2 separate regions of the Callithrix jacchus genome follow, and region 1 is linked to region 2. A link is a contact called in public Hi-C data. All regions are on one chromosome and are shown on one strand. Each heading gives the region's core, a stretch centred on a gene start, on an enhancer-like site or on the middle of the called end of the contact. The rest is flanking DNA. Distances are from core to core; before and after follow the strand shown. Region 1 has its middle 120 kb from the start of GPBP1. Region 2 has its middle 330 kb from the start of ACTBL2.

Region 1 (3,271 bases), core at 429-2,928, 510 kb before region 2:
TTCATGTCCTTTGTAGGGACATGGATGAACCTGGAAACCATCATTCTCGGCAAACTGACACAAGAACAGAAAATGAAATAACGCATGTTCTCACTCATAGGCAGGTGTTGAACAATGAGAACACATGGACACAGGGAGGGGAGCACTACACTCTGGGGTCTGTTGGGGGGAATAGGGGAGGGACAGCGGGGGGTGGGGAGTTGGGGAGAGATAGCATGGGGAGAAATGCCAGATACAGGTGAAGGGGAGGAAGGCAGCAAATCACACTGCCATGTGTGTACCTATGCAACTATCTTGCATGTTCTTCACATGTACCCCCAAACCTAAAATGCAACTAAAAACAATACAGTATATTCTGTATTATTACCTTTAAAAGAGGCTATGACAATTTACATTTTATAATCTGAAGGGTATTTTAAAAATTATTGTCTAATTTAAAGCAGGCATGTCTTACTTTTGTAATAAGTATAAAAAACGAAGAAATCCATAAAAGTGCTTTGAATTCCCTTTGTTCTTCAAATGTGTGGAAGAAATACGTGCATTTTCACCTGTCCTGGCTTTCTCCAGGGAGCCCTCTCAGCTGAGCATGAGGTGGAGAAGGTAGCTTTGGCAGCAAAAATTAATGAGAGTCTTCAGAGAGCTTGTTTCTGTCCTCCGGAACTTACCTTATAAGCAAGAAAAAGTCACAAATTTACTACATATTAAGTATGCGTAGTCTCAAAATTTGAAATCCAAAAAGATCCCAAATATGAAAGTTTTCGCATGCTGACCAGCATACAATAAATGTTCCGTGGGGCATCTCAGATTTTCCCACTGGGGATGCTCAGCTAGTGTAAAGCAAGAATTCCGAAACCTGAAAAGTTTTGAAATCCCAAGCTCTTCTGATCCCAAGCAGTCCCAATAATTTCGAATAAAGAATGCTCAACCTGTATTTGGTGTTTTATTTATAGTTCCAGCAAGAGAGAAAGGCATCTCTGAGTTTCAGAAAAGATATTGGTTGAACTTATGAAAATATTGGCTGAGGAAAGAAAAGGCCTTTGGAATTTACAGAAACATAAAGTGGAAATGGCTCTTCCTCTGACTTAGGCAGTAAATGTAGAACACACCCGGAGAGGTTAGCGCGATCTTTCATAGAAATGAAACTCCCCAACAAATGCTTGCCAGCTTAGGTGAGGTTCTAAGTAAGCTAAGGCGCCAGCAGTGAACTTTGATATTCTTTTACAAGTGCATCACTCACCAGCAGAGGGGGCCAAAGAGCTTTCCACGGTTTGAAAATTCCCTGGCTTCAAAGAAAGCCCCAGTATCATCATTGCCTAACGGTGCAGCATATATAAAAATATTTGAATTTGGTGTCCAAGAAGAAATACCATAGTGTTCATTTTCTTAAATAAGTTATTTTAATTTACATATAGAATGACATATGCACACTGTTAAAATGCAAATAAAAAGAATCAATACAAGAAGGCTTTTTGTACATAAAAACACAAAATGTTATAGAAGACAGTGCTGGGGCTAAGACTCAGGATCCTGTATTTCAGACACTGCTCCCTCAGTACCAGTTTGGAAACCTCCGGGGTAGCCAATGGCTTCCCTCAGATAAGGAGTTGCCTTCTCCTTAAAAAGACCCTGCTGGAGGGACAGAAAGGGCGACTTTTGTTGTTCTGGCTTTGTCCTAGGGTCCTTCGGATTCCTTCCCACCTTAGTGATAACGGCAGTGGAGTGGGTAGTGGCTGGAGAGGTAAAAATAGCATGTTGCTGTCCTAAACAACTGTCATGTAGGGACTCTATGTTGATAAGAACACCCATAGCCTTTAATTTAACATAATTTGTGATTTAATTTGGCTTTGGTTATTGCAGTGACAGTCAAGAGATGATTTTTTTTTTTGGAGAGGCTGAGAGGGAAAGGAAAGAGAGACTCCAATCAGGGTGTGTTAAACTTTTTACATAAAAGTGAACACTAGGGGGCAGCAAATCACTGTTTAGAGGAGCGTCTGCACAAAATTTAATAAGGCCGAAAGATTGTTTTCCTGAAAACGTGATGTGTTTGTTAAACATCCTCTAAAAAAGGATGTCTGATGTCAGGCTGCTTTTACCTGAAGGGTAGTTTCAATCTTTCGGTTGTCTTTATTTTTCAGTTTCCTCCACACATTTCCGATATCTGCCATCTTCTCATTCACATGCCACACTCAGTGTTTCTTACAGGACTTCTTACAGGGAGCCCTCCTAGTGCCTCCCACAAACACTGCTAACACTGATCCTCCAAAAACATGCACATCGTTGGAGAACAGGCGGCTTGGGCAGCTCACTTCCTGCATCTTGAGAGATGAGGAGCTGGAGGTCTCTTCCCGCTGGGTCTGTGTATCAGTCTGTTTTCACACTGCTGATAAAGACGCACCGGAGACTGGGTAATTTATAAAGAAAAGAGCTTTAATGGACTCACAATTCCATGTGCCTGGGGAGGCCTCACAATCATGGCGGAAGGCTAAAGGCACACAGGAGAAAAAAGAGAACCAAGTGAAAGGGATTTCCCTTTATAAAACCAACACATCTTGTCAGACTTATTCACTACGGTGAGAAGAGTATGGGGGAAACTGCCCCCATGATCCAGTTATCTCCCACTGGGTTCCTCCTACAACATGTGGGAATGACAGGAGCTATGATTCAAGATGAGAATTGGGTGGGGACACTGCCAAACCGTATGAGTCTCTAAGTTAATATAGATTCTACCAAGACCGCCTCCTGCCCCCCAGGTGATAGGAGATCTGTCAGGTGAGCATGTTCACAGGGGCGACCTTGCACTGTCCTGAGGGACGTTCCACATAGGCAAAGGCTAAATTGTGTTTGGCTAGATATTTCATTCTAAATCACCTAAGCCTATTTTCTCTGCTGACTCTGGAAATTAGTGCCCAGGAGACATATATATATATAAAATAAGATCAATTTTAGTTAATTATTCATTTTAAATTTCAACTTTTATTTTAGATTCAGGAGGTGCCTGTGCAGGTTTTTACGTGGGTATATTGCACCCCAGGAGTGAACATAGTATCCAGTAGGTAGTTTTTCAAGCCATGCCCCTCTTCCCTCCCCCTCTAGCAGTCTATTGTTTTCATGTTATGTCCATGTATGTTCAATGTTTAACTCCCACTTCTTTTTTTTTGAGACGGAGTCTCACTCTTGTTACCCAGGCTGGAGTGCAATGGCGCGATCTCGGCTCACTGCAACCTCCGCCTCCTGGGTTCAAGCAATTCTCCTGCCTCAGCCTCCTGAGTAG
Region 2 (3,140 bases), core at 500-2,999:
GCAATGGATTCTTTAACCTTAATATTGAGACTGGAATGAGATTCTGTCCTCTAGAGGTCACCAATGCACCAGATTTGAAGGCCATGGAGGCTTCCAAAATGCTCAGGAAGCATCATGTGTCCTGTTCACGTTTGAATGAGAGAGAAAATAAGGCAAGTAAATTATCCTAATGGTTACTTTCCAGCTAGTCTCTGAAGAAGTGGGAAATCTGGTTTTAAATAAGGCGTTTTAAAATGGATTTATCTTGGCTTTTCTCTGCACTGATCTAGCTGGAGGAAACTTCCATATGGTTAATACTTCTTAACAGATAGCTTACTTTTGATGGTGAGAGAAGAAACTTTTCTAAATAGGAGAAAAACTGATGTAGAAACAGGTGATTTTAGCCTCCATTAAATGAGTGTTACTTTCGCTGGTGCTCTGACCAGGGCAGAAGATCTGTCTGAGCCTCCTCAGCACGCCGTCTTCAAAGGGCTTGGGGACACGGAGGCAGGGAAACATGGCCCTGTAATTCACTGTTATATGATTTTTGAGTTGCTTTATGAGGAGAGACGCCATCCAAAGTACTTATATCTCTACAGACAAATCAGAAACTGCACATAAAGGGATCACCTCGATAGTCACAATATGCCTTTACTTTGGGAGAATAATCAGTCAAGATCCAAGAAATTGGCAGTCTCCTTCTGGGACTAGTGGGACCTAAAAGAAAGTCTTAATTGGACTTTGCTTTAGTTACCCTGATGCGTTAATCTTGTGTGAAGCTAGTTATCTCCCTTTTTTTTTTTTTAATTTTCACAATCATCTTTTATTATTTCCTTTTAAAAATCCTTCTTAGAAAAATGTATCTTCTTATACTCATATATGAAACCTTTCCTTAAGTTTCCTTTCATATGGTATTAGCACACTTTGAAGCAATTTCTTCTAGAGTAAGAAATTTCTTATTGTTAATGTAATATGTCTCCCTTAAAGAGAACTAGCTAGGAGAACAGTGCTCCATGTGGGCAGCTGGACTGAGCAAGGGGAGTAAACTCTGCGCTGCCCAGGGTTCGGGAGGTGCTATGGCCTAGCCTGCTGCCCATGGCCTGCACTGTTCAAGGTGTGACCTGAGAGTCACCACCAGCGGTTCCCAGCATTGTTCCTGCTACTCTGGTTGCTCTCCAAGGAGAGGAATTCCTACACTATGACTTTCCCAGGGTCCAGTCACTTGCCAGCACCTGACCCATCAGGAAATCGCCTCTCCCGTCTTCCTTCCCCCATTCCTTCCTGAGCATTCCCCAGTCCAGGGTGTGGGCAACCCTCAAAAGATCTGCTGGGATTGATTGACAAGAAAACAAAACTTTTCTCTAGATAAGAAAGATTGCAGTGCTATAGGAAATCTATTTGCTTCTGGGTGGCGCTTGTCTGCCCTCTCTCTCATTCTAACACTTTTAACTGCTGACTGTGTAGTTTCTTATCATTTCTTCAGGATGTGTGGGGCAGTCAATCTTCAATCAATGAGCTTTGTTTGGGTAACTCATTTTATGGCCAATTCACAAGGAAGCAAAACACTTTGTCCTATAGAGTTAGTGGTGTCCTTTCTCAGGGTTATTAGACATTTTCTTTAGCACTAAGAAAGAACAGAGGCAAATTTTCATTTCTGAGCTGTTTCCTTTAGCTGAGAGGCGCTCTAAAAGCTGCTGGTACTACAGAGATGTGAGTTCAGCAAAGGATGGTACTCGTCATCTATTCTGGAGAATCCTGTAATGAGGATAATATGTTAGGTGGGTGGCAGTGTGTTGTGCAATGTGCTTAGCTAGGTTGAGAATCGTGTCCCTGACTTCTTGTCAATGTGGGGCTGACAGAAAGCTTTCTGGGGACTCTGTGGTTTGATCTTGGTTACCAGTTGTGTGACTGTAAGTAAGGCTCTCTTATGCCTCATTTCTCTTATCTGTAAAATAAAAGGGTTGGACATCATTTTCTCTAAGGTCCATTTTGAAGCCAGCACCCACTCTGAGAAATTAAGGATGCTCAGTCCAGGGCAGCTGCACTGTAGCAAGTGTATTGGCCTCTTAAGGCTGCCATAACAGTGTACCCAAACCTGAATGGCTTACAGGTAATTCATTTTCTTACAGTTCTAGAGGCTGGAAGTCTGAAATCAAGGTGCAAGCAGGGTGCAGGTGTCTCCAGTAGCTCTAGGGAGAATCCTTCGTGGCTTCTGCCTCTTGGTGTTTGCTGGCGATTCTGGCATCCCTTGGCCAGCAGATGCATCCCTCCAGTCCTATCTTCTTCTCCCTGTGTGACTTCACATGGTCTTCCCTCTGTGCATGTCTGTCTCTGTGTCAAAATTTCTACTTTTTATAAAAACGCAGTCACATTGGATATAAAAACACAGTTACATTGGATAGGACCCACCATAGTGACCTCACTTTAACATGATTAATTCTGTAAAAACTATTTCCAAATAAGGTCACATCTTGAGGTACTGGGGAGTGAGACTTCAGTATATCTTTTTGCGGGGATTTAGTTTAAACCATAACAGTAAGCACATAGCAAATCCCTCTGTGCTGGATGTGACCTCTTTGACCTCTAGGTACGTTGTCCATGTTATTCTGTGCCCTGGCCTCTAGACATTATGCCAAGAGATCCCCTTGTCCTCCAGTTTTCAGCTGGGTTTAGCAATGACAGGCAATATGGTGGAAGAGGAGAGCTGGGTGGGGTGAGTGGTGGTATTTAGTCCCCTGCGGGGTTCTCTCTCTTTAATAGGAGGCCCTGCTACAGGCGGGCTCTGTCCTTTAAAGAGACCTTATCCACACAGATTTTTTAGCCTCTGAGACCTGTAAGAGCTGCTTCAAACCTTTAGGCTAAAGGTCAACAATTATCTCCCTCCTCTGGCTTCACTTTGGTTTCCCTACAGTTGACCTATACTCGAAAAAATGCTCTTTTTATTAAACTCTCTTCATATAACCCATTTTGAGTGGACCATCTATTTTCTACAAGGATTCTGACTCTACATTCTCAATGACTGAATTGTTTTTCTAGAAATTCAAGGTGTTTGGCCCAGAGACGTCTTGGCAGGTGTAAGTTGCCTTGCAATTTGGAGGACCCAAAGTCCGAAAAACATTCAAAAGTCCAGGTATTTCATAAAGCCAAACTAGAGAGGCAGG

What was found. A called contact is a pair of places that touch in the nucleus more often than the background predicts.
Region 1: a contact with region 2 is called in a Hi-C map of induced pluripotent stem cells, with 3 times the contacts expected there. The contact joins two enhancer-like sites. A contact is called at or near these places in 2 of 3 Hi-C or Micro-C datasets (induced pluripotent stem cells and skeletal muscle).

Annotation. Positions count from the first base shown.
Region 1 is chr2:152,601,433-152,604,703 of calJac240_pri, reverse strand. No RefSeq gene overlaps it. Among named protein-coding and RNA genes, the nearest start is that of GPBP1, 120 kb to the left of the region's middle. Within about 2 kb of position 1,678, at least 2 of the 16 cell types and tissues checked have an H3K27ac peak or open chromatin away from gene starts, as enhancers often do.
Region 2 is chr2:152,096,085-152,099,224 of calJac240_pri, reverse strand. No RefSeq gene overlaps it. Among named protein-coding and RNA genes, the nearest start is that of ACTBL2, 330 kb to the left of the region's middle. Within about 2 kb of position 1,749, at least 3 of the 16 cell types and tissues checked have an H3K27ac peak or open chromatin away from gene starts, as enhancers often do.